Linked DNA regions of Mus musculus: regions 2, 3, 4, 5, 6 and 7 are each linked to region 1. The links are chromatin contacts, called in public Hi-C and HiChIP or PLAC-seq maps. All regions are on one chromosome and are shown on one strand. The core of a region is the stretch at or near the end of the contact, and the rest is flanking DNA. Distances in the headings are between cores, read along the strand shown. Region 1 holds the start of Cdh13 (cadherin 13). Region 2 overlaps Cdh13 (cadherin 13). Region 3 overlaps Cdh13 (cadherin 13). Region 4 overlaps Cdh13 (cadherin 13). Region 5 overlaps Cdh13 (cadherin 13). Region 6 overlaps Sdr42e1 (short chain dehydrogenase/reductase family 42E, member 1). Region 7 overlaps Cdh13 (cadherin 13).

Region 1 (3,585 bases), core at 771-3,270:
TTGCCCATGGTGGGTCTACTAGCATTAGAGGACAGGAAGGATCTGTCTGGATCTTTCTACCCAGGTGTGCTCTGCCCCACCTTGCGAAATTAGGAGGCACACAACCTTCTCTGCCTTAGGGATAGTTAGAGCCCTGGAGAGGTGGGGAGCTGCTTCCAAAGCAACGATGGGATCCATAGCAGGGCCCTAGAGAATCAGCTAGAAAACCTCTAATAGAAAAGAGCAACAACTGTGTGTGCCCCAGGACTGTGTGTCCACTGACAGAGATGTCAGAACTCAGGACAGGAGAGCCTGCCCAGCAGAAAGCATCTTACTACTCTGTCACCCAGGGTCCTGGCAGGGTCACACACTCACACACACACCCTTGGGTCATTTCTATGGTCATTGCATTTCTGGGGTGCCAGCTCCTCTCCAGCAGCCATCTCCCCTTAGAAGGCTTCCTACCGAACCCTGACTTCATCTCCAGTTTCCCACTTCATGTACAACCCCGTGCCTCTTCCACTGGAACCCAAGAATCCTGCCCAGAAAACTCAACACCCATGCCTCAGGCATTCCCGCACCCCCCCCCCCCATTCTCTCTGCATGGCCCTGCACTTCTGCAACTACCCACTTGTAGACTGCCAGTTCTAGTTCCCAGAGGCTGCCTAAAAGGACAAGGAGGGACCGAGCCAGTATGCCAGCATGCTTCCTGGAGCTTCAGTCCTTAGAGGAGGACTGGGCGTGCCTCCTCAGCCTCCAGTGCCTCTGGCCTGTCCCCTAAGTGTTGCTTTCCTACACCCAAACTTCCAGGGATCTCCGAGCTTCAGCCGGGCTGAGGAGAGCCCCAACATGCCTCTCCTGCTCTCCCAACCTTGCCCTGGCACCGCAAGGATCTGGAGGGTTATCTGCCAGGCAGCTGCAGCCTGGTGAGGAGGCTTGAACTTTTCCTTGTGCTCAGCGCCACCCGCCCGCCCGGGGAAGACAACAGAGGCTGCAGCCTGGGCTCGGGCAGGAGCTCCAGCTGTCTGGACAATGGGGGCCCAAGGGGCTGGGGGTAGTGGGCCTGCGCTATGCAGAGGAGACCGGGGATCGTGCTCAGGCCCCTTTCAGCCCGGAGCTGGAGAGCCGGAAGACCCCAAAGCCGGAGCGGCGGGCGCCTTGCTTTGAAAGACAGCAGCAGCCGGGCTGCGGAGATCCGCTGGCGGGAGGCGCCTTGCAGCTCGCCAGCCGAGCTGGGCGAAGAGAGGACGAGCGCCCCGGGAAGTCAGTGATGCCAGCTCCGGCCTCTCCCAGCCCGGCTGCCGGCTGAACCGAATGGCTCTTCCCGCCCCCCCTCCTCCCGGCTAAGGCACTGGGCTACGGGGCAAGCACAATCCCTAGGAGTCGCCTCGAAAGGAGTGTGTATCCGATGCACGAACCTCGGGAGGAGGCGAACCAAAGTTACCCTACTTGATGTCAGCCAGGATGTCGCTTTGCTTGCAAAAAGGCTCTGTCTTCCCTAGAATGAGCTTACACGCGCACACACACACACACACACACACACACACACACACACACACTAGCCGGCAAGAGGAGCCAGGCTCCTCTAGGATCGGAGCTGAGGGTGACCTCGCATCTGAGCTAGCCGGGTATATCTGCACGGCGGCTAGCAGAAGCCCCGCGTCCCTCCGATTGCTTCTGGCCATCACCAAGCAGGGCGATCTGAATGCAGAAAGCTGGTGGGAGCGCGCTGACTGCGGCTCACATTCCCTACCTGGGACAGCAGGACGCACAGGGTGAGCGGAGTTCTCGGCTGCATCTTGCCCGACTAGAAGAAGCGCCTGGCGGCGTTTGCATTCACACACGCGGCTGCACTGAGCATATTTTCCGTGGGAGCCAGCCTTTGAGGAGAGGCTCTGCCTCGCCAGCCAGCCAACTTCCCAAATAGATCAGCGGCAGCATCGCGAAAGCATTGGGTAGCGGCTGATGACCAGGACCAATGGCTTTACAAGACGGATTCCTTCATAACGCTCCCTCGTTTTGCATGGCAGATAGGGGCGAGCACCTCGCAGGGAGAGCCCCCTCCGAGCAAGGAGGCGGCACGTTGGCTTTTTTTTTTTTTTTTTTTTTGACTCCTGGTGCCCAGCCTCACAAATCAGGCTGGGCAATGCCAACTGATTCCACTTTCCCTAGGAACTGGAATTGCACCCGGGACCGGCAGCCACTTCTAACACATTGCGAAAAAAGATTCTCTTTATTAAAATGTTAATAAGATCCACTTTATTCCCAATAAATCACATAAAATGACCCCCGCAGCCGCAGCCCTCTATGCCCTAAGAGTCTTGCTGGTAGATTTCTTTGGCTTTGTTTTTCGTTCGCCCTCTCCCCCTCACCCCCCCCCCGCCCCCATCGGCCCCCAAAGTGGCTCAGCCACCGGTGGTGTTTGGTGTTTTTCTGCCATCACCACAAATCACAGAGTGGACAGATCAATTCTAGCTTGCAGGAAAAATCCATCAAGGAGCAATAGATTTTATTAACTGCTCAGGTGAGGGTGGGACTGGCCGACACTCCACAAGCGTGAACCAAAGCCAGAGTGAGTCATGGCTTGAGAAAATTCTGTTTTTCCCCCTTTGGATGTGACCTTTCAGAGTCCCTGAGCTATTCCCAAGGGCTCGAAACAGTGCTAGCCATGGCTCAAGGAGTCCTAGAGTTGGGGAGTGTTGGAGATTAGAGAAACAGGGACACATAAGGCGGTTCTTCCCTCGAAGAGATCTAAAGCTAAGGCAGGAAAGTCCTTATTTTCGTGCAGCTTTCTTCCTGAGAGGACTTATGGGTTTTACAATAAAAGGCATTTATCCATCTGAGATAGAAAACTTGGACCGCAAAAAAAGTTTATAAAACTAAAACGCTAACTTCCAACTACAACCGAGTTGCTGTGATTTGGACAAATGAGCTTCCTAGTAGCCAAAGCAATATGAAAAAGAAAATGAATGCCATTTTTGTTGTAGAAAATGTGTATAAGTAGCCGGGCAGTGGTGGCGCATGCCTTTAATCCCAGCACTTGGGAGGCAGAGGCAGGCAGATTTTTGAGTTCCAGGCCAGCCTGGTCTACAGAGTGAGTTCCAGGACCGCCATGACTACACAGAGAAACCCTGACTCAAAAAAACCAAACCAAACCAAACCAAACAAAACAAAAACAAAAACAAAAAAACAAAAAAAAAAAATATATAAATGAAAAAAAAGAAAGAAAGTAAAGAAAATGTGTATAAGTTACATTCAATACTGGTATCAATATATCACGTGGCATCTGTCACAGCGAGACACTGAGCAATAGGCCAGTGGGTTTGGGAAATATTTCAACTGCCAGCACAGGGCCTGGGATGATGAGACAGTGATTGGTATGTATCAAAGAGCAGATAGCTAAGTCAATCAAGAACTAGCAGACGGTAAGGAGGACCCTAGAGTCTGGAACTGAACTAGCCTGCTGACACCCCAGCTCTTTATTCAGAGCAAGTTGCCCAGACTTTGAGTCTCCATTTGTCTCCTGGCTAAAACTCCTAAGGTCACACTGCGGATTCAGCGGCACCTCGTTGAATGAGCACCTCACCCACTCAAACTGACATGCTT
Region 2 (3,444 bases), core at 821-3,320, 670 kb before region 1:
GAACATTAAAAACAAAACATGCTGCCAGTGTTTGTGGTGTGCAGGGACACAGTCTCCTTGGACATGGTTACTGTGAAAAAGAGTTTTGTGGTCAGGTTAGGATCTCATCAACACAGGCCTCTGCTTTCCTCTGCCTTTCTTGCTTAAAAATACCTCTCCTCCCTCTCCCTCTCTCCCTCTCTCCCCCCCCTCCTTCCGTCTCCTCGTGGTGTGTGTATGCTTGTGTGTGTGTGTGTGTGTGTGTGTGCGTGCGTGTGTGTGCGTGTATTCATAAACTTCATACATGCAGTGCCCATGGAGGCCAGAAGGGGGCATTAGATCCCCTGGAGCTGGAGTTACAGGTGGTTGTGAGCCTCCCTCTCCCATGTGGGTGTTGTGTACTTAACCCCGCTCTTCTGCAAGGGTTGTACTTATTCTTAGCTGCTGAGCCATCTTTCAAACTCCCACCCTGCTTTCTTATTAAGCATGTCTAAGACACTAGCTTTGCTTGAGTGGACTCAAAGCCATCTCTCCAGTGCAAATTGGTATAGTTTGAGAATCCCACACCTCCAGCCCACTATCTGGTCCCCACTAGAAATTTAAACTCTATGATAAACCTGGGCATTGCTCACTATCTGTGGGTCACCCTCTTGGACAAGTTGTCACCTCCTGCTCATGCAATTCTCTCGTAACTGTCCTATGCTCTCTCCCATGCCCCTCAGATTCCAAAATTAGCTTTCAAATTTTGAGTGGGACTTTTCTCTCTAGCTTTGGATATCTTGTAGGTTTTAGGTGAGCTGGATACATCCTTGATTGGATCTCTTTGTCTAGAACCACTTGGGTACCACCACACACTTCTTGGTTTACTTCAAAGTTACCAAAGTAATTGTGTTTGCAGGGCCTTTGTACGTGCTGTGCCTTCACCGGATACATTGTTTCCTTTATAGGTTTCCATAGCTCTGCCCCCTAACCTCTTTCATTCACACCTGTCCTCAAAAGCACATGCCTTTCTTGAAGAATTGATTGAAAATAGTCACCGCCCTCCTCCCAGTACCATTCCCCGGGCTCTGGTTGTTACCAGCTATCTTCTGCTTCCATTCTGTTGCTGTGATAAACACCATGACCACAAGCAACTTAAGGGAGGAAAGGGTTTGTGTTGGCTCACAACCACTGAGGGAAGTCAGGGCAGGAACGTCAAACAAACCACAGAGGAACGCTGCTTGCTGGTTTACCCACAGGCGGATGCCTTCCTGGCTAGCTTTCTCATAAATCCCAGGATGATGGACGACCTTCCTCAGAGAATAGTGATTTCCACAGTGGGGCGGGTGCTCCTACATCAATTAACAATCAAGGCAACCCTTCTCAGACACACCCACAGGCCAATCTAATCTTTGCAATCCCTCAATGTAGGCATTCCTCTCAGGTGGCTTTAAGCTGTGTCAAGTTCGCACGTTGACAGGACTAACTAGGACACTGCCCATGATGCAGTCTTTTGATGTCTGCTGAAAGATAAGCTCACCAGGACAACTGCGTGAGCTCTGTTTCCACAGCACACAGAAACAAAGTCTCTCAGAGAGTTTATTTTCCATAAATGAAACAAACAGAGAATCAGCTAAAGACTTTCTTTCTTTTTTCTCTTCATTTTATCAGGAAGATATTTTACTCTCCCTTGAGGACAGTTCAATAGACAAGAGAGAAATGAGACCTTTAAAAATTCTTCGAGGGGGGACCCAGCCCCAAAGCAAAGTATTAAGAATTCAGCGGAAACATCTTCCTTCCATTTCAAGGGAAGAAGCCGACTTCAGTGCACCCGTTGTTAACTGTCAAAAACATGCCGACTGATGATTCAACATGGGAGTGTTCATTGTTGGTGATGATTGATAGCAAATGGTTTTGTTCTGACACACATATTACTAATAAGCATATTTAAACGAAGGCAAATAATGCAAGTAGAACTTAATACAGATTCCTCCCCACCAAAGTGATCCCATCTGTCCCTGCCTTTATAAATGAGGCAATCCAAGTTCCCAGAATAGGCTCATATTTCTTACATAAATCCCTCCCCGCCATTCTCAGAACCCTAGCTCAGCATCTCTCCTCTGATTTTTCATTTGTGGGGGGGGGGAAATTGCCTCGAGCAGCCAGTCATGACTGCGGCATGATCAGACCCCTGCTGTTAGATTCTTTTGGATTTCAACCCAGATTGTATCATCTCTTCTCTTTTGGCCACATGCCCTTGCATCAGATTGGGGAATGGTCTCTTTGCTGAGCAAGCAGAATAGACAGCCCTATTTATAACTAAGCCCATATTCTATTCGACTTCATTATGTACCCTCTCAGACCTCCCTTGCCTAACAGCCACTCAACTTTCTCAAGTGTCCTGGACGGCTCAGAATTGAAAAGTGTCATTGAAAGCCACTTTCACGACCCTGATGTCCCCTTCGCATGCATCTGCAACACACTGGGCAGAAGCACAGCCTCACCCTCCCCGCGGTTCACAGACTCACTGGGCAAGCTGCTGGGGCACAGCGGGTGAGAGCTATGGAAGCACGATGCAGCTGGCACTTCTGCTCTCTTCTGAACTTGTGAGGTTGATCCTACAACACTACCATTGCTGGAGACTCATCCCTGGAACAGTCCATCCCTAGACTCCCCAAACCCATCAGGAGGTGAACAAACGCGCCATTGGGCGCTGTCCACGGTCCTGAATGCAGCGGAGGGAGGCCTGAAGATTCTAGTACCCACCCCAGGATTAGCCCCAGATGGGAGACTTGATGTGGCACATCCGGGTAGGTGTAGCGCATGTTGGGGGAGGCATGTCTACTAAAATATTTCTCGGAAGACCAGTGCAATATTCACTGTTGTTACCTGGTGAAAATTCTAGTTGAAAAGAGAAAACTTTATGTTCTCCGGTAACAGATGGGAATGCTGGGACGCACTTCCTCACAAGGGCCTCCTCTTCAGTGATGACTTTGTCTGCTGCCTTCTGTTTAGTGAATCCCTTTGTCCCCGTCCGCTTTCTTTATTCTAGCATTTGCCTCCGCACTTGTGCAAGGGGGAGACTCCATTTGGCACACAGCATCTTCCCTCTCTTGTGTTTCAGTCTAACATTTACACAGCATCTTTTATATATTTGGTGATGGTAGGGTTTTTTTTTTTTCAGCAGCAGCTTGTGGACTACAGTGTTGAAATAAATGCCTGTTCAAGTGAAAGCAAGCAGATTCACGGGATTATTTAAGAAAGAATGAATGACATGTGACAGCCCAAGGCCGTGCTGAGCTCACTAATGGGCAAAGTGTTTCTGGATCCATTTTGTAGGTCAAAGGACGTTTTCTAAATGAGGTGTCAGCTCAGCTATGTTTTCAGAGTCTTCTGGGAAACAAATTATGGGAAGAGAGGTGATTGGGATTATGGGGAGATCTGTAGGAATCAAAAGTTAAGAAGGAGAGATAGATGGCTCCGTGG
Region 3 (3,669 bases), core at 87-2,586, 810 kb before region 1:
TTTTGTTAGGGCCCCGAATTCTAAAAGCTTTTAAAACACTGGGTGAAAGAGCAAAAAGTCAATATGGGGTTCAACAGAGGCTCAGGGCATCTCTGCATGACGACATGTGAACTGAGGGATGGGTGATTTTACAGAGGGCTTATAGGGGAAAGGCAGAGATGGCGGGAAGACAGGGGGCAGACATGGATAGAACTTCTTGGCTGTACCAAGGACAGACTGGGTAATTTTGGAAAGAGCTATGCCCCCCTTCTTCCCCTCCCCCATGTGACCTTGCCTTCCCTTCTACAGGGAACTCAAGAGTCTGAAGAATGGTTAGATAGATCATCTGGTGGAAAGACTAGAAATAGCCAGGGCCACCCAGCCCTGCAGAGTGCCTGGCTGGGTCACATCCCAACCTGTTTATCTATTGAGATCCAGCCACCACACTATGTGTAAACATCTCATTCCTGCCTTTACGGTCTCGAGTGCCCTTGACTCCCATATGTTCTCTTTGGTGGGGAGCTGTGCTCCATTCTCACAAAGAAGAAAACAGAATCCTTTCCGCTCACCTCCCGGTCCAGCAGCGCAGGTGACACCACGGTGACAATGTCTCCTTTCTCGGGATCGATGTAGAACATGTTAGGAGATGGCTTGTCAGGCGTCTGCTGACGGATGTTGTACCTCAGGAGAGCATTGTCAGTAGCCGGGTCATCTGCATCAAACGCTGTCATCCGCATCACCGTGGTCCCTAAGGAGGGCAGGGCCAAAGGGTAGGAGACAGTTATCAAAGGGGCAGGATGGTCAGGGCCTCTCCCCAGTGGGCAACGGCGAGGGAATAGCCTGCCCATCACTCTCTGAATTAAAAAGACAAATCATTTCCTGAGCTCTGCTTCTCCTGCCTGCTCTATCACATTAAAGGACCCGAAATACAGAAAAGAAAGCTCCCCTGTTCTGTGGAGTGACAGCTTAATTTTTTCTTCTGCTGATGTGCGATTTATTTTTACAGGCTTCCATTGCATTTGGGATGTGGCTCTGTGACAAGAGCTTCTGAAACTCTCACGGGATGCCTGCCAGGGCCTGGGACAGGTGCTGGGGAAATAGAAGCACAAAGGGGGTCGGTCATACATCATAGCATCCCGGAGCTCAGAGAGGGAGATGGATACATAAAGGGGCAGAAATCATTAGTGGGGAATGGAGGGAGCAAAGAGCGGCTTCTCTGGCCCAGGCTCCGAGGAGGTTCTCGATGCAGCTACCCATGGGGTGAGAAGGTACCAGCGAGGTGAAGGATAAGGGCCTTCAAGGAAAAGCTACACCAGGAAAAGAGGACACGAGGCAGTCTTAACACTGCTAGACAGCTGCCACCCTCAGGTACTATCAGCATAGAGAGGATGGTGACATGGTGCAACCTTGCCAACACAAGCAGGAGTCACGGGCACAGGACCTCCGTCCATGAAGAAACAGACTGCTTGGCAATGCCTGGGCTGGTAGTGTGCCATCTTTTGTGAGGGTCTTACTCACACACTGCTAACATGAAGAGTGTCTTAGTCAGGGTTTCTATTCTTGCACAAAACACCATCACCAAGAAGAAGCAAGCTGGGGAGGAAAGCTTACATGTCCACACTGCTGTTCATCACCAAAGGAAGTCAGGACTGGAACTCAATTAGATCAGTAAGCAGGAGTTGATGCAGAGGCCATGGAGGGGTGTTCTTTACTGGCTTGCTTCCCCTGGCTTGCTCAGCTTGCTTTCTTATAGAACCTGAGACTACCAGCCCAGGGATGGTACCACCCACAAGGGCCCCCCCCTCCTTGACCACTAATTGAGAAAATGCCCCACAGCTGGATCTCATGGAGGCATTTCCTCACCTTTCTCTGTGATAACTCCAGTCTGTGTCAAGTTGACACACAAAACCAGCCAGTACAAAGGGAGACCAGGATATTGACTTACAAGGATAACTGGGCTTCACTGAGGGAAAATAACTGAGGGAAAATAATACATTTGCCTTCTTGGCATCAACTCTTGGGGAAGCTCATGTCAAGCAGTTTGCACAAGAAAGCTCATGGGTAGACTCTCTGTGGTGGCAGGAAATTTGGAATCAGCCTAGCTGTCTAACAATAGGGTAATCAAGAAGAGGCTAGCACCTGCCTATTAGGAAAGCCTTTGAAGTTGTTTGGGGGCAGATCTGATATGGTATACCATAGACAACACTCCAGGTTACACAATCAAATAAAATACATCAGTGTGGCGAGCAACTCATTCGCCACTTTTGTGAATGAACATCCTTGCCATGGAAACTCCCACAGCAGGCGTGCACGGTGCAGGTGCTATCTGCATCTAAGGAGAATGGAAGGTTTGCAACAGTGAAGCCTCATATTGGTCATGCGGGTGAAATCTGAGGAGAGAGAGGGTAATGGGGTTGGGCTGGTCATGAAGGAACAAGGCTGGTCTAATCTGTCATGCTCTCACAGAGTGGATGCAGCCATTCTGCAACTAATACTTAACTTTAAAAACAGTGCAGTCATGAACACTGACAGCCTAGAACCCAACCAGACAAATATGGCTACTTATCCTGATGACGTTTTGAGCATCATGATGATGCTCAGGGTGACGTACCCAACCAGAACTGTTACCTGAAGTGACCTAAATGGCAGGAGAGCTGTAGTTTCAGTGGAATAGTATATATATATATATCCAGAAGCTTAAATAAAACACTGAGTTTATTGAGCTCACCCTGGATCCCAGATTTTTTTTTTAAAGCTTACACGTTCCTCCCACCGTCAAAGCTAGAACATTGATTTATTCTCCTACAATTAATCAGAGTCAGACTTTTAACCATTAAGTGTGAGCGGTCAGGTTAATAATGCACTCCTAGAGCTTAGGTGAAGTTTTGATGAACTTCACCCATGCTGCTGTTAGCTATGTGTTGCAAGGTGTGTCTACTACATATCTTGTTTCTTTGCCTTTGAAATACTGTAGAGAAAATATGGGGTCCAAGACAGGTATTGAACATTCTTGGCAGAAGCAGATCTCTACTTGCGCCCCAGACGTTGGGAGATAGTGTTAATTATGCACGCTAAGCATGTTGTGAATGAAGTGGGAGTTTCTTACCCAAGTGGCTCTATATAGTCACCCTCAGCCCACTGAGTTGGTAGCTCCCTAACCTCGGAAGAGAGGGCCACCCAAGACTCTCTGCATAACTTACTGACAGATTTCAAGCCATGTGAGCTTCTAGGAGCATGTGAGCTCCTTTTGGCTGAAGGCAGAGAAGGAACCTTGCCCTCATCAATTCTTCACCAACATCTCAGGTTAAGTACACTTGACACAGTAGATCTCCCTTGGCTAGTGTCTGCTGAATGCCTAATTGATTGAAACTGTTCACCGATCTTCATTTAATTGAAGTCATGGCTGAAGGAAGAAATGAAAGTAGAGAACCGAAGTCACCATGGCCCTGGGATTCACACTCGAGTTTGGATGATCAGGGGAGGTGGAAAAGACTCCGGGTGAAGCGCCTCAGTGTGCACGGGGATGCTCATGCTGGACATCTTTGTTCTCAAAGAGTTGATCAGAGGAGAGACCCAGGTTTACCCTGAGATAACCCAACAGGTACACAGAAAATGCCTACACTTAAATCGATTGTTGGGAAATAAGAAAGACTAGCTTAAAGCCTTGCCTTTGTCTTTACCCAGGTGTAG
Region 4 (3,316 bases), core at 109-2,608, 700 kb before region 1:
ACAATACTAAAAATATCAAAATACTTCTAACCACAGGAGACGGCCGCTGCTCTGGGTCCCTAGGTCCACTGATGCTGTTTCAAGGATGAGACTGGAGTTCTAAACTGGCGGTTCACTAGCCACTGACCTTTTGCCACTTGTTGAATGATCTGTGAGCTCGCTCTTTCATTGATTTCTATCACAGGGTTGTAGGGAGCAGCTTGGCTCACTGCTGGTGTACTCAAGTGGTAACGGCAACCCCAGACAGAACACACGTCACATCTGACCACCAGCGCCTGTCGTCATAAGTCTGCGCCCAGAGGAGCTGAATCAAGGTGTCAAGGGTTTCATATGAGAAGATCAGGAGAAAGGCCCTCTTCACAGATGGAGGCAGGAGGATTTCCAACCTTGCTTCCCATGTGGTCTACTTTCAGGGCAGCCATAGGTGCGATTTGCTCCGAAACTCAAGATAGAAACTACTCAGAGGGACCTCTGTCCTCTCCCCTGTTTCCCTCTCTCTTCCCTCTCCCTTTCTCCTTCTCCCTCTCCCTCTCCTCTCTCTCCCCCTCTCCTCCCCCTCTCCCCCTTTCCTCCCTCTCCCCCTCCCCCTCTCCCCCTCTCCCTCTCTCCCTCTCCGTCCTCTCCCTCTCCCCATCCTCTCCTCCTCCTCTCCCCTCCTCTCTCTCTCTCTCTCTCTCTCTCTCTCTCTCTCTCTCAGCTCTGTTGTTTTTCTCAAAGTCAGTTTGTTGCCTCAGATTGCTCCTAGTTTGATTGACAAGTCACCAGTGTCTATATCCGTGGGTTAGACTGTGATCCTTTGATATGTGTTTACAGTGTTGCGTGATTAAATCCAACTGATTAATGCATCCATCATCTCAAGCTGCCCTGTCACTTGCGATGCTGTGGGTGAGTTCTGAGGATGTTTTGCCTGGCAAAATTAACCAGCCACAGATAGATCAACCCTGTATGTCGTGTGTGGAGTCTAAGAAAGATTATCTCCCAGAAGCAGGGAGGACGGTGGTGATGAGGAACTGGGGACAGGGGAGAGCCAGAGCTGAGATTTGATCAAGAGGTGTGAAGTGTTATGTGGGCAGTGGAGTCGGCTTTGAGTGTTCTGTGTGACCGCCGGACTGTAGTCCAACACAGCACATTCCGTACTTTTGTCCTCTGTGCCTAGAAGCTCAAGTGATTATTTTGGTTGCCCTGGGTTAGCCCAGGAAGGTGCCCCATCTTTGAGATCAGCTGTTGAGTCACTGTGGTTATATGGGAAGGGACTCTGTGGGCATGTGGTAAAACCCATCACAGGCATAGCCCTAGGCCTTGGAAACTGGAGGCCAGATATCTGCATACCACTGTGTGTGATGGTTGACTGTATCCTTTTTTGTGGTTTTTGGAGTGTGTTCTGCTATGTAGCTCTGACTAGTAAGGACCCCACTGTGTGGACCAAACTGGCCTTACACCTGTGACAGTCCCTCTGCTTCTTTCTCTGTGGCTGGAGTCACAAGAGGGTGGGTGCTGTTAGAACTGATGTGATTAACTCTGTGTTTCAGCCTGGCTGGGCTACTCAGCACCCAGACAGTCAAATGTTTTGTTTTCTGGGCCCATCTAAAGGGCTTTGCGGGTGACATTATCTGATTCTGCAGACTTAATAAGACAGTTGTCCTCCCTGAAGTGAATGGGCCTTATCTAATCAGCTGAAGGGAGAGCAGGATAAAAAGGACGACTAAGAAAGAGTCTCCCCCTGCCTCCCTGAGCAGCTGGGATGGTGGACTTTTCCAGTCTTTAGAATGATGAGAGACATCAGCTCTTCCAAGGTCACGACCCCGCCTGCTCTTGGGCCGGAAGCTGCAGCCTTTGCTCTCTGGTTCTTAGGCCTACAGCTGGAACCACAGGTCGGCTTCTCTGGGTCTTCAACCTGCTGCCTGTGGACGCTGGGACACCTCAGCCTTCATGATCGCACCAGTGATTTCTTCTTTAAAAGGTTTGATTTTTGATTACATGTGTTATGGGTGCATCTATGCATATGTGAATGCAGGGGCCTGAGGTGACAAACAGACAGCATAGGGCCCCTTGGAGCTGGACCTTTCAGGCAGCTGTGAGCCACCTGACATGGGTGTCAGAGACCAAACTCTGGTCCTCGCCAAGATCAGTAAGCCTTCTTTAACCTCTGAGTCGTCTCTCTAGTCCATTAGCCAGTTCTTGGTAATACATCTCTTGGAGCTGAAGAGCTGTCTCAGGAGTTAAAAGCAATGGCTGCTCTGGCAGAGGACCTGGGTTCAGTTCCTAGCACCCAGTATATACCCAGCAGCTCACAGATGTCTCTAACTCCAGGTCCTCCTGGGAATCCAATACCCTCTTCCGGCCTTCACAGGTGACAGGTACTCACATGGCACACATACATATAAGCAGGAAGAACACTCATGCAAAATAAAATAATACAGTCTGAAAATAAATAAATACACAGGCATGTGTAGTTGTGGGGACACACACACACACACACACACACACACACACACACCCCACAATTCTGTTTTTCTGGAGAACCCTGCTAAATATTGGAGAAAAAAAAAAACCCTTCCATTGACACCTGACCCCTGGATGGATCGAGCACCCGTGGCCCTGGTCCCCTTCCTCTTATGGATTAAGGGCTGAAGGTGACCTCCTTTCTACTGATCTTTGCTTGAAATGCATGTGTTCAGGAGAGACTTGAGGGGCAACCCAAGACTCACGTGAGTCCTCTGCTCACCAAGAGCCTGCTCCTTATCTGTAAATGAGAATTCCTTTATCAACTTCTTGGGGCCATGAAAGACTGCAATGAAGTGAAATACACAAGAAAGCCACAGCTTCATATCTGGACTATTATAGCTGCCCTGGAGCTTGATCTGTAACAGTAAGTGGGAAAGAGAGGCTCCCTGGGCATCCTTCACTGCCACATTCAGTCTTCATTAGCTCCATCAGCAGACAATTTCCTTGCCACCTTTGCTCTGGACTTAGGACGTCCACCTTCGGTATCTCCCGTGGCTAATTTTCCACCAGGGACTTAGAAATCAAGATTCCCCACAAGGAGAGGTAAAATAAATGAAACTTTAAAATTTCTGCGGCTGTTCCCCGCGTGACATATTAATGCATTTCGCAAACATTTCCTTTCTTTGTGTATTTGCTTTGTGGAGGAGACTGGCAGGATTGGAGGAGTGGGTGTCGGGGAGGGGAATCCTAAAGGGAGGCATACTGTGGTCCCTACTCTTGAGTTGCTGGCAGACTTCCCTGAATGATGCTCCCAATATTAACTGTCTTGCTCTCTGATTCTCTCACACCAAACCTGCAGTTCCCACCCATT
Region 5 (3,584 bases), core at 446-2,945, 600 kb before region 1:
CCAACATTTGACTTCATCTACGTAATTTTTGTTTTTGCTTTTTAAAGAGTCAATATGTTATATGAAGCCATGGAAAAAAAAATACGTGACAAGATAAGATGCCCTTGATGGTGAGAAGGGGCCTGGTCGGGAGGGGTTGTGGGCAACATCATAGAAACAGCAGGTTTCACATGTGTGATTTCTCTTCTCCGGCTGCTCAGAGCGTGGTCTGGCAGTCCAGTGTCATGGGGTATCACCTGGGAGCTACTTAGAGACCTAGACTCTTAGCACCCAGCAGGCAGATGCTGAAAGGCACAGAGCTATGGAGTCACGTCCTGGCAAGGGTGAGCCTAAAAGTAACCAAACAGCCTGTCTCGCAGATTCCTTCAGGGGAAGCTGGTTCACACAGAATCCAAGGTGCCAGAGAGAAGACCAAGAAAGATTCTAGGGTCTCCAGGGCTAGATGCTCACAAGCATTTTGTTCTTTCTAGGATGCTGGACTCCTAGCCCTGCACATCCCTTGAGGACTTTCTTTGAAATATACTTTTACACAGCATCTCAGATCAGTGTTGTTAAAACTGGGTGTTCTAATTTACTCTCAGATCACTGTATCGTTTCCACATCAGGACCAACGTTTCCCCCCATTAATTTATTTATTCATTCACTTTACATAGTAATATCAGCCCCCTCTCCTCCAGCTCCCATCACACAACTTCTTCCCCCCCCCCCCCATTCTCCCCATCCCTTCTCCTGTGAGAAGGGATCTCTTCCCTCCCAGTTATGAACCCATCCTGGCACATCAAGTCACTGCAGGACTAGGCACATCCTCTCCCACTGAAGTAAGCCAGTGCAGTTCAGTTAGGGGAATGGGATCCACAGGCAGGCAGGAGATTCGGGGGCAGCCCCTTTTCCTGTCATCGGGCAGACCCAAATGAACATGCTGCATGTCTGCTACATACTTGTGGGGGTCCAGTCTGTGCTTACTCTTTGGTTAGTGGTTCAGTCTCTGGGAGCCCCCAAGGATGACCAACATCTTAAGTAGCAGGAGATGGAGAAGAGCTAGAAGCCGTGAGAAGTGGGGGTGGTGGGTACAGCCCCCCCCTCCCCCTCCCCCCGGCAGCTTTGTGCTGAGTCTGCACATGCCCAGAACGCAAGCCAGGAAGCCAGGGCTGGCTCTCTTTGCAAGAACTGTAGAACTTACTATCAGATATCTAAAAGCCATCTTTTGACCTTCGGTAAGAATTATCCCAAGAAAGAGCCACGTGAACTTGTCTTCTGTATAACTTTTAATTGTTAAAACCCATCAAAAGTCAGGCCCAGAGGGATGGCTCAGTGGGTGAGGGCCCTTGCTGCCCAGCCTGACAACCTTTCATCTCTAAGGCCTAGCTGGTGAGAGAACAGATCTGTCTCCCACATGTTGTCTTTTGACGTCCATACATGTACGGTGGGATACTAGCACATGTGTACATAAATGTAATTTGAAAAAAATAAATAAAGTTACTTATGAGTAACATCCATTAGGTTTCATGGAGACCCATCACCACCTGTCCTTAGAATTTCAGCCCTAAAGGAGGCTTGGCTCCCAGGTTTGAAGAGGGGCTATGATTCGTTGTATTGGAGACACAAGAAGTCTTTGTTTGGCTCTTAGCTCTGCTCTGAGTTGGGAGGTTTGCTGGCATTAAGTTTTAAGCTAAACCATAGTGAGGCTGCCCAGGCAGAGTTTTGCCTCCTGACCTTCTCCTTCCTTATGTGAACCATTTCCAGATGCTCCCAGGCTTGTGACACATTTGCCACTCCTTTGGGGGCAGTATTTATGAGGTAAATTTATCTAGCGAGGCGACACATAAGAAAAGCATATCCGCCGGCCATCTGATCAAAGATGCTGGAAAAAGAAGTGGGTGGAGTCACGCCTAGGGACTTATCCATTAATGCTGAAGATGGACCACGCAGCCTGCGTCTGGATTCACTGTGCAGCTACCTCTGCCGAGTGTCGGAAAGAAGCTTTCCTGGTGATGCTGAGAATGCTGGACGTTTTTACGAGCTCCCTTTCACAGGAGAGAAGCCAGGCCTGGCGACTGTCACAGCTTTAAGATTTGTGCCAGTCTAACTCAGAACTTGCTCTTAACCACCATTTCCCTGTCCTCCATCTTATTCAAACCACCTCAGCAGCAGCAGCAGCAGCAGCAGCAGCAGCAGCAGCAGCAGCGTCTGTCCATCTGTCCACAGCTGTAACTTTGGGGGCTTACGCCATTGAGATACTTAAGAACAAGGTAGAAGTGACAGGTAGCATTAATGGAAGCTTCTGTTCTCTCCCCAGCACCCTTTGTTTATATATCAAAGAGGACAGTGAACTTGCCCTCCTCAGAGGGAGGAGAGGCACCGGTGTGGAATGGACTCTTTCAGAGGCGGCGTTTGACTATGAGTGAAAGATTTATGCAAATGATAAAGTATGAGAACAGGTCACGTGCCTGTCGTTTATAGCATCGGGATATGCTCTTATGCCATTAACTTTTAATTAACTCAATTAGGGAAGAATGTCTGAAACCATGATGAGCACACACAAACACTCCTGTTGGTGTCATGCTAAATTAACGGCTCTGAATGGCAAGATCTCTTCTGGCATTAATGGTTTCTCCGCCACAGAGCTGTTAATTGTCCTTGGCACCTATGTGTTGGTCACATCAGAGATATGCCACCCTGTCCCCAGAGCCCACTCTTCAGAAATCCATACTTCAGACAAGAAAGATGAGCAAGGTGTGTTCATCTTTCAGAGCCTGCTCTCTGTTTTCAGCATGACGGCCCCACTGAGGTGTATCTCCTTGCTTCATCTTCACCCTGCTGCATGCATTATGTATATATGTATGTGTACCTATTCATATATGTGTGTATATATGTGTGTGTATATATGTGTATATGTATGTATGTATATATGTGGGTATATGTATGCATAAGTGTTATGTATTTATGTATGTATATGTATGTATGTGTACATATGTATGTATGTCTGTGTATGAGTGTGTATGTGTGTATATGTGTATGTGTATATGTATGTGTACATATGTATGTATGTATATGTGTATATGTGTGTATGCGTATGAGTATATATTTGTGTTCATGTATGTGTGAATGTGTATGTATGTGTGTATGTATGTTTGTGTATGTATATGTGTATATATGTATGTGTGTGTATTTATGTGTGTATATGTGTGTATGTATGTATGTGTGAATGTATATGTATGTGTGTATACGTGTATGTGTGTATGTATATATGTGTATATATATGTGTGTGTATGTATATATGTGTATATATGTGTGTGTATGTATATATGTGTGTGCATGTATATGTATGTATATGTATGTATGTGTGTAGGTATATATGTGTGTGTATACTGTGTGTATGTATGTGTGTACGTATATATGTGTGTGTATATGTGTGTATGTATGTATATATGTGTGTGTACATATGTATATATGTATGTATGTGTGTGTAGTGTGTATGTATGTATGTTTGTATGTATAGCCTGGAGTCTAATATTTACTGTCTGTCTACATTAAAAAGATTCATCTGTACTCACCACTGCCTCTCAAACCAGTGTTTTTCATAC
Region 6 (3,433 bases), core at 438-2,937, 620 kb after region 1:
TCTAGTGCAACAGCGATATGTCTGTTAGGGGAATAACCAACTACTTCAGAATTGAACTGGAGGCTGGCTCCATGGGAGGGAGAGTTTGTTCCTGGTACTATAAACCTGTCCAGAGGCTCATGGATAGAGAGGTCATAGGCCAAGTATGGCCTACCGCTGTTAGTTTTGTCGGATAGAGAAGCTGTGCCCGTGACGCTACTTCCTAAGTTCTTACATTTATATCTGTAGATTAGTGCTACTCTCAGCTGTGATCAGAGGTGCTTCTCTCTGCCGTAGGGGCACCAGTTATACTTCTGAGATTCATATCCGGTCCAAGTGCTGAGTGTTGAGTGTTCATCCATAGACAAGACACCCTATTAGCCTCCCTCATAGCCTCACAGGACTCTGTAGCAAAAGGGGTAGGAAGGACGCAAAAGCTGGAGGAAGGTAGGGGGCGGGTGTTGGGGAGTCTGTCTGCTGAGAATGAAATGACTACTGTCCCCGTGACCTAACGGTAACTGTGATGCACTACTAGACTCATACGCTGAGGCCTATCACCATCCTGCCATGGGAAGGGGAGAAGCTCGATACCTACTCCTCCCTGAAAAGCTGAGGTGACTGGTGGTTTCTGGGGAGCGGGAGACACTTTCTCTAGTGGTTTCGTAACTTCTGAATTGCCCCATGCCCCTGTAAGCAAGCTTAGTGAAACTCTCTGGGACACACACACACATACACACAGTTTAGACAGGAATCTAGTTGGGAAGAGACTGGGAATGGGACAAAAGAGGGTGTGGGGGTGAATCGGATCGAACTACGTTATATACATGTTCGAAATGTTATAATGAAACTGTTATATACTTAACCCATGCTAATAAATAAAAAGGAAAAATGACTTATTGGGTTAAATATTCACTACTTTCCTCTGTCTCAACTGACCCTGTTGGAACACAAGAAGACACAAAGGTAAGTTGGGAGTTTGGTTTCTATGTCCTTGAACCCTAGCCAAGTGCAGCAGAAAGACACCCTGAAGCCAGGAAAGGGTATAAGCTGGGTTAGGAACTCTACCTTGGAGGCCAAAGAAGAACCTGTGAGCATCTCCTACACTGCGTGTGCATAAAGCAGTGAGATTCAGACTGGTATGGAATAAGCCGCACTCAGGCTTGGGTCTTATCCCTCACAGAGCAATCTCAGGGGAAAGTGGTGTTACAGGGTTAGCTAGCTGTGCATAGCAGAGGTCTTAGGAGCCTCTAAAAGCCTCTGCCCTTGGCGGGACAAGGGCGTTTGTGTTGAAGCAGAGAGATAGATAGCCTACTGCCTAGGACCCTTCTAAAGATTAAATTAGATGTTTACAGCACACACACACACACATGCACATACACACATGCACACACAGGCACATACACACACATACATGCATATACACATGCACACACAGGCACATAACATACATACACATATATACACACACACATACACACATGCATGCACGTCACCATTGTTACCAGTATTGTCACGGTATGTTTCTTCCGATGGGTCTCTTCCTGAGAGCATTCTCTTCAGAGGGCCAGTTGTTGTTGAAGTTTCTGGAATGTCTGTGAGTATTCCCCCAGGAGCCCTCCGCAGTGTGCGCTGTGTGAAATCACAGTGTAGTGCTGCTTGTTGGGGAAAGTGTGGCCTCTCAAAGCAGCTTCCAGTGAGGAACAGCAGCCACATTGTCTGGCCACCCAGTGAACTGCCGCGGAAGATGTTTATATTGCACGGTTGCCTAGGAACCAGAGGAGGGAGAAGAAAGTCTTTGCTGTGCCAAAGTCTCATCTGCAGGAAGGCAGTAGTGAAGCATGGTGGGGTGTTGCAGTGGACGGTACACAGTTATTCTGGGAGAATTTGAGCATCTAATAGCTGCATGGTCCCTGCTGAATGGAGGATGGATACTTTGAGGGATGTCCTAAACTTAATGCTACAAGGCACACATCATCTGTCTTTACCAAGTACCTTTAGAGAGCTTGGTTGTCTATGTCTGAGAAATGGAACCAACCACACTGGCCCTTTTTGTGAAGTAGTCGGTCTCACAGTGGCTTGTTGAGAACATAAAGGATGAAGTGTTGGGGTGCTCTTACCCGAGAATCTTCCCCATAAATACGAGGGCCACACTGCTCTTAGAGCAGTATGTTTGTAGCCTGTCTCTAGGCTCTCTGAGGAAGGTGGCTCAACTATCTTAGGCTTTCAGGCAAGGAGCACCACAAGATGTCCGTGTGAGAGGGTTACTGACACACGAGGCCGGTACCACTGTCGCTGAGCACCACCTCAGGGGCCCCCCTCAGAATGTGTTCTAAATAGCATCTCATTTAGAATTTTCAGGATGCCCCGTCACATGACAGAGGAAAAGGTCTCACATGTCATAGGAACATTTCTATATGACTGCTGAACATTGTCATGATGTAGCTTTTTGTGTCCTCTAAAACAGGTAATCCAGGAGGGTGAGGTGGGTCTTAAGTGTCACAAACTGTCACACACACACACACACACACACACACACCAGTAGCAGCAGAGATCAGTCTTATCCCATGTGGGAGAGGAGTGTCTTGGGAGTGTTGAGAACGGGCATGGAGTCTGGGCTCTGACCCCCCCCCCTCCCCCACCACATCACTGATGCTCCAGGGCCAGTAGCCTGTATCTGCAGGTTACTGAGGATGGCCTGCATCCGGCTTGCTCCAGACACCCCTTCACGTTTCATGTTCCTTCAGTAGACCTGACAGTGCTCATTACAAATGGAATTATTCTGAACCCTGTGTTTCCCGTTAGTCTTGTTGCCCGTCGTCCAGTCAGACAAAAGTGTCACCCACAGATCTCTTTGAGATGAATGTTCTACTGGAACAGCTGCCCAGACCACTAAGGGACCAAAGTTCCTGTAAACTCTGTCGTCTGGAAGGCCCCCACATGAGGTCTGAGGTCTTAAAAGATCTCACAACCATAGACTCAGTCACACACCACAATTCCACAACAAAGTGTTAATGTTAATGTCCATGTGAGACATTAACTGATCAAATCGCTTAGCTCTATTCCGTGGATATGACCATGATGGTCATACAAGGTCACGGCCACCAGATGGCGGAGGTTATGGGAAGCCAGGGTTAGCCTACCATACATCTGGTGGGCTGTTTTCTCCTTCCTTGTAGGGGTAAATACACGTTCTGACACGTAATTTACTGTCCCCAGCCTTCACAAACAGCCCATCATGGTACAATCATGTGTTAGCTAAGTCAAGACTAGGAAAGACCTAGAAGGTAACTGGAGACATTTCACACGGGATATGGTGACAATTGAAGATCCTGTGGAATGCTCAGGAAAGTGGGAGGGGATACGGATGGAATAGAGTGATCGGCACTCTCCCCACAGATAGGCAGAGGCTGTCAGAGTTTTTGAGTGTGTATGTGTTCCAGTATACCTACGTATC
Region 7 (3,267 bases), core at 725-3,224, 740 kb before region 1:
GGAAACGAAATGATAGGTTAGAGTGCTCCAAGGAGAGAAAGGTGGGGCTGGGACCCCTCAGGACTGCACTCAGATAGACCCGATGAAGACAAAGTTCTGGATGTAGATTCAGGAAACAGGAAGGAGGGAGCAGGAAGTGACAGCAGGAAACCAAAGCATTGAAGAGAGGCCTGTGCCTCAGTGGGGTATTGATAGGAGCCTCTATAGGTGTTCGTCTCACAGCAAAGAGTGCACCAGCATTGCCTTCTGGACAGGGGCCTGGGCACTACTCTACTTCTGCCTGCTGGCTTCAATCCAGCTCTCTCTAGGCCCTACTTCTGGGCCACCCTATGTCCTTGCAATTCCCTATTTATACTGAAGGGGCAGCAGGCGCAGACTGAGATGGTGCTGCTGTGAAGACAGCAAGGGTATGCTCTGACCACAGCTACAGTCTAGCTCCTAGGGGGTTGAGAGGGCTGAGGGCCCAGGGTCGTCCTCCATGCCTATTTATAGTTTTAACTAAGATGCCTCATCGCTCCCGCTGAGACAGCAGCCAGGGGGTGACACACGCCCTGTGGAGAGGGCCTCTACCCTCAGGGAACTCTTAAAGCTGATGTGTGTGTTTGTGAGAATAGGTAGTGAGACAACGCCTTTCACAAAGAATGCGGAGTGTGCATTGTTCTGGGATCCAGCCTTAAACAAATAAAGAAGCACATATGCTAGGCTATTAGTTCCCAGGGACTGCTGGGAGAGAGGGGCGGGGACTGTAGGAGATGGGAGACTTGTCCTTCTCAGACTGTCTTGTTATGATCCCCTGCTTCATCTTCATTTTTACCATCAACATCTGTTGCTTTCAATTCACCCAGAGGGGAGGAAAATCTATGAATCTGCTTATCTGGATCCTGAGGTTACGGGTGACTTCATTTTCTGCCTCAGACATTTTCCGCAGTATAGAAAGAACACTCAGGAATTAAAAGAAGGGATGGGTCACCCATCACCCATGATATGCGCTCCCACATGGCCATCACAGAGGAAGGGGACCCACACACATGTTGAGCAGTCCTGAAAAGGAGACAGGTGCAGAGCCAGCTGCAGGTGGCCTCTGCTCTGACAGCACGAGTCATGGGTGGACTGTGTGTGTTTCTGAACAGAACTCCTCCTTCGGTAGGGGCTACATCCTGACTGGAGGGGTCTCAGGGAAACTGCTGAGGAAGGCTTTGTCACAGAGAAGGAATGTTTCAATGTTCATACTGACAGCCCTCCACATCCACGGGCTCTGTGCCTTGCATTCGACCTGTTTTCCCGGAGAGAAGCATTTGGGGAGAAATAGTGACATCTGTATGGAGCATGTGTAGGCTTTTCTCTCATCGTTCCCTAAACACCGTTCAGCAAAAACCTACACTGCATTTACATTCCATGAGGCGCTGAAGATAATAGAGAGATGAGGTGCCGGGTGTGTGCGGCTCTCCTATGCCAACAGTACGCCATCTTAGAATCTACTGACTCGGGCATCTTTGAGAGGTGGTAATGGTTGGTTTTAATGTCACTTGCCACAGTTTAGGTCTCTGGGCAGGAAAAGCCTCGTCTGAGGAAGGCCCGCCTCAGGAGAGGGTGTCATCTGCTGGTGGCAGCCCAGAGAGTAGGGCCATGGCAAAGGAAGATTATCCTTCGCCGTTTGCTTGCTTGGCCTTCCTCCTTCAGCTCGGTTGTTTACCGTTTCTGCTGCTGTTGCTGCTGCTGCTGTAGATTTTATGTGGTAGAAGAATGAGCTCTAGTTTCAAGCCAGGTGCTTTGGGACTCAAGACAGCTCAGAAGGGATGAGTCGGGTCAGGGACTGTCCACTCTCTTAAAAGCATCTGAATTTACATCCCACTCCCAGAGGCTGCTAGGAAAGTCAACATAACCGAGTAGTCATCTTCCAGCCCTAGGACTCTCCTAGAAGGACTTCATTCTGGAAAAGCTGAGTCACTGCGAGCCAGCGGGCAGCCAACACAATGTCTGTCTGCTAATCTGTGTGGAAGGAACAGCTTGTCTCCAAAGTGTGAACCTCGCACATGGCACACACCTCGGCTTTTTCATTCTCGCAAGATGTATTATTTCATTATAGCAAAATGGGGCGAACCTGTACTGTGAGCTGTTTCGTTTATGAGGTTGCTAAGTAACCAATTTGCCCCTTGGGTTCCCAAGGAGGCCGAGGGTGCTAAACTTCATGTTGTAAATCAGGGCGGTGGAGGAACTCAGGGTAGCCTTAGGAATGTCTGAAGGGTACAATTGCCATGGTGACTGACGGGATTTAGCCCTTAATTTGAGGGCTCAAATCAAGCTTAAACTTCTGGATTATAAGCAAGGGGAAAGGGAAGTTATTACAGCTATGTTTAAAGGGGTGGGATTAAAGTGTACAGAAATACAAAATACATGAACATAAATGCAAATGTATGTAAATTAGGTACCCATTGGAAAAGACTGAGAGTCAAATCTCTTATTAATGATGGTGGGTGTAATGTCTGACTCCAGCTGCCTTCTGATTTGTCGGGAGCCATTCTAGGGCTTGCCTTGAGTCCTGCCCCGACACCTGAGGCAGATCTTTCGATGTTTTTTAACCATCAGAAAAACGAGATGTCATGGATGACCCAGTCTACCTGGGTTCTCCGCCCACCAATGTGCCAGCCGCCGCTCTTTCAGGAGAGTCAGAGTTCAGTGAGGCAGGAGAGGGCTGCATGGGATTGTTTGCTTGTTTTTAATATATTTATTTGAGATAGGGCCTCCTGTATCCCTGCACGACATTGTACTATCTATGAAACAGCCAAAGATGCCCTTGAACTCCTGATCTTCTTGCTTCTATCTCCTGAGTGCTGGCATTACAGGCTCCTGCCATCATACCCATGTGGTGCTTGGGGGTCCAACTAAGGGCTTTGTACAGATAGGCAAGCACTGGACCAACTGAGCCATAGCTCCAGCAGCATGTAGTATATTTTCATTTCAGTAAAACAAAACAAAACAAAAACAAACAAACAAAAAAAACAAAACCTCAGTATGAACCACATCAGCAGACTGAGCAGTGCAGCCGGGTTTGGCTGGCAAGCCTTGGATTTAAGGCCGATTGGGTTATCACCTCCCTTTGGTGCAAGGAGGAGACGCAGGGAGCACTCTTTTCAGGACAGGTCTGTGAGCACTGCTCAGGAGCTCATGCTCCTCTGAGGTATGAAGTGCTCCTACAGACATCGGGAAAGAACAAATTTGATCTCTAACATCTATGTGAGAAGACACAAGAAAAAACAAAAAACAAAA

The links. Hi-C and Micro-C count contacts between places; a contact is called where the count stands out from the background. HiChIP or PLAC-seq counts read pairs in DNA pulled down with a chosen protein or histone mark.
Region 2: an H3K27ac HiChIP or PLAC-seq map of SST interneurons shows a contact between it and region 1, with 10 times the contacts expected there. The contact joins the enhancer-like site here to the promoter of Cdh13 in region 1. A contact is called at or near these places in 1 of 39 promoter capture datasets (cranial neural crest), 2 of 484 Hi-C or Micro-C datasets (both in cerebellar granule neurons), 10 of 115 datasets of contacts at active chromatin or transcription factors (SST interneurons, embryonic basal ganglia, embryonic forebrain and 5 more) and 1 of 9 other capture datasets (embryonic stem cells).
Region 3: a Hi-C map of cortical neurons shows a contact between it and region 1, with 4 times the contacts expected there. The contact joins the enhancer-like site here to the promoter of Cdh13 in region 1. A contact is called at or near these places in 1 of 484 Hi-C or Micro-C datasets (cortical neurons) and 5 of 115 datasets of contacts at active chromatin or transcription factors (craniofacial prominence, embryonic forebrain, embryonic hindbrain and 2 more).
Region 4: a contact with region 1 is called in a Hi-C map of muscle stem cells, with 1.7 times the contacts expected there. The contact joins the enhancer-like site here to the promoter of Cdh13 in region 1. A contact is called at or near these places in 3 of 39 promoter capture datasets (cranial neural crest, embryonic stem cells and hippocampal neurons), 9 of 484 Hi-C or Micro-C datasets (cerebellum, cerebral cortex, frontal cortex and 4 more), 17 of 115 datasets of contacts at active chromatin or transcription factors (SST interneurons, astrocytes, cardiomyocytes and 11 more) and 1 of 9 other capture datasets (embryonic stem cells).
Region 5: a contact with region 1 is called in an H3K4me3 HiChIP or PLAC-seq map of neural tube, with 6 times the contacts expected there. The contact joins the enhancer-like site here to the promoter of Cdh13 in region 1. A contact is called at or near these places in 1 of 39 promoter capture datasets (cranial neural crest), 14 of 115 datasets of contacts at active chromatin or transcription factors (craniofacial prominence, embryonic basal ganglia, embryonic forebrain and 9 more) and 2 of 9 other capture datasets (adipose tissue and embryonic stem cells).
Region 6: an H3K4me3 HiChIP or PLAC-seq map of embryonic basal ganglia shows a contact between it and region 1, with 7 times the contacts expected there. The contact joins the enhancer-like site here to the promoter of Cdh13 in region 1. A contact is called at or near these places in 1 of 39 promoter capture datasets (hippocampal neurons), 4 of 484 Hi-C or Micro-C datasets (cerebral cortex, forebrain, nephron progenitors and 1 more), 10 of 115 datasets of contacts at active chromatin or transcription factors (astrocytes, craniofacial prominence, embryonic basal ganglia and 7 more) and 1 of 9 other capture datasets (embryonic stem cells).
Region 7: a contact with region 1 is called in an H3K4me3 HiChIP or PLAC-seq map of forebrain, with 5 times the contacts expected there. The contact joins the enhancer-like site here to the promoter of Cdh13 in region 1. A contact is called at or near these places in 1 of 39 promoter capture datasets (cranial neural crest), 1 of 15 datasets of contacts at CTCF or cohesin (stem cell-derived epiblast-like cells), 2 of 484 Hi-C or Micro-C datasets (cortical neurons and embryonic fibroblasts), 12 of 115 datasets of contacts at active chromatin or transcription factors (cardiomyocytes, craniofacial prominence, embryonic basal ganglia and 7 more) and 1 of 9 other capture datasets (embryonic stem cells).

The regions. Positions count from the first base shown.
Region 1 is chr8:118,282,046-118,285,630 of GRCm38.p6, reverse strand. Cdh13 (cadherin 13) reads right to left here and starts at 2,020. Exons shown (of 14, transcript NM_019707.5): 1 at 1,733-2,020. The coding sequence starts at 1,777. The region is part of intron 2 of Gm51555 (a long non-coding RNA gene); the gene reads left to right.
Region 2 is chr8:118,951,192-118,954,635 of GRCm38.p6, reverse strand. All of the region lies in intron 5 of Cdh13 (cadherin 13), which reads right to left. Among named protein-coding and RNA genes, the nearest start is that of Gm31893, 100 kb to the left of the region's middle. Within about 2 kb of position 2,070, at least 19 of the 459 cell types and tissues checked have an H3K27ac peak or open chromatin away from gene starts, as enhancers often do. A contact at or near this core is called in SST interneurons, forebrain and neural tube, where this site is marked.
Region 3 is chr8:119,092,243-119,095,911 of GRCm38.p6, reverse strand. Cdh13 (cadherin 13) reads right to left here. Exons shown (of 14, transcript NM_019707.5): 7 at 549-727. Among named protein-coding and RNA genes, the nearest start is that of Gm31893, 37 kb to the right of the region's middle. Within about 2 kb of position 1,336, at least 5 of the 459 cell types and tissues checked have an H3K27ac peak or open chromatin away from gene starts, as enhancers often do. A contact at or near this core is called in cortical neurons, where this site is marked.
Region 4 is chr8:118,985,098-118,988,413 of GRCm38.p6, reverse strand. All of the region lies in intron 6 of Cdh13 (cadherin 13), which reads right to left. Among named protein-coding and RNA genes, the nearest start is that of Gm31893, 71 kb to the left of the region's middle. Within about 2 kb of position 1,358, at least 4 of the 459 cell types and tissues checked have an H3K27ac peak or open chromatin away from gene starts, as enhancers often do. A contact at or near this core is called in muscle stem cells, where this site is marked.
Region 5 is chr8:118,883,447-118,887,030 of GRCm38.p6, reverse strand. All of the region lies in intron 5 of Cdh13 (cadherin 13), which reads right to left. Among named protein-coding and RNA genes, the nearest start is that of Gm31893, 170 kb to the left of the region's middle. Within about 2 kb of position 1,695, at least 3 of the 459 cell types and tissues checked have an H3K27ac peak or open chromatin away from gene starts, as enhancers often do. A contact at or near this core is called in embryonic limb bud and neural tube, where this site is marked.
Region 6 is chr8:117,658,840-117,662,272 of GRCm38.p6, reverse strand. Sdr42e1 (short chain dehydrogenase/reductase family 42E, member 1) reads left to right here. Exons shown (of 3, transcript NM_001357273.1): 3 at 1-874. Among named protein-coding and RNA genes, the nearest start is that of Sdr42e1, 13 kb to the left of the region's middle. Within about 2 kb of position 1,687, at least 74 of the 459 cell types and tissues checked have an H3K27ac peak or open chromatin away from gene starts, as enhancers often do. A contact at or near this core is called in craniofacial prominence, embryonic basal ganglia, neural progenitor cells and 1 more, where this site is marked.
Region 7 is chr8:119,019,783-119,023,049 of GRCm38.p6, reverse strand. The region is part of intron 6 of Cdh13 (cadherin 13); the gene reads right to left. Among named protein-coding and RNA genes, the nearest start is that of Gm31893, 36 kb to the left of the region's middle. Within about 2 kb of position 1,974, at least 45 of the 459 cell types and tissues checked have an H3K27ac peak or open chromatin away from gene starts, as enhancers often do. A contact at or near this core is called in cortical neurons and forebrain, where this site is marked.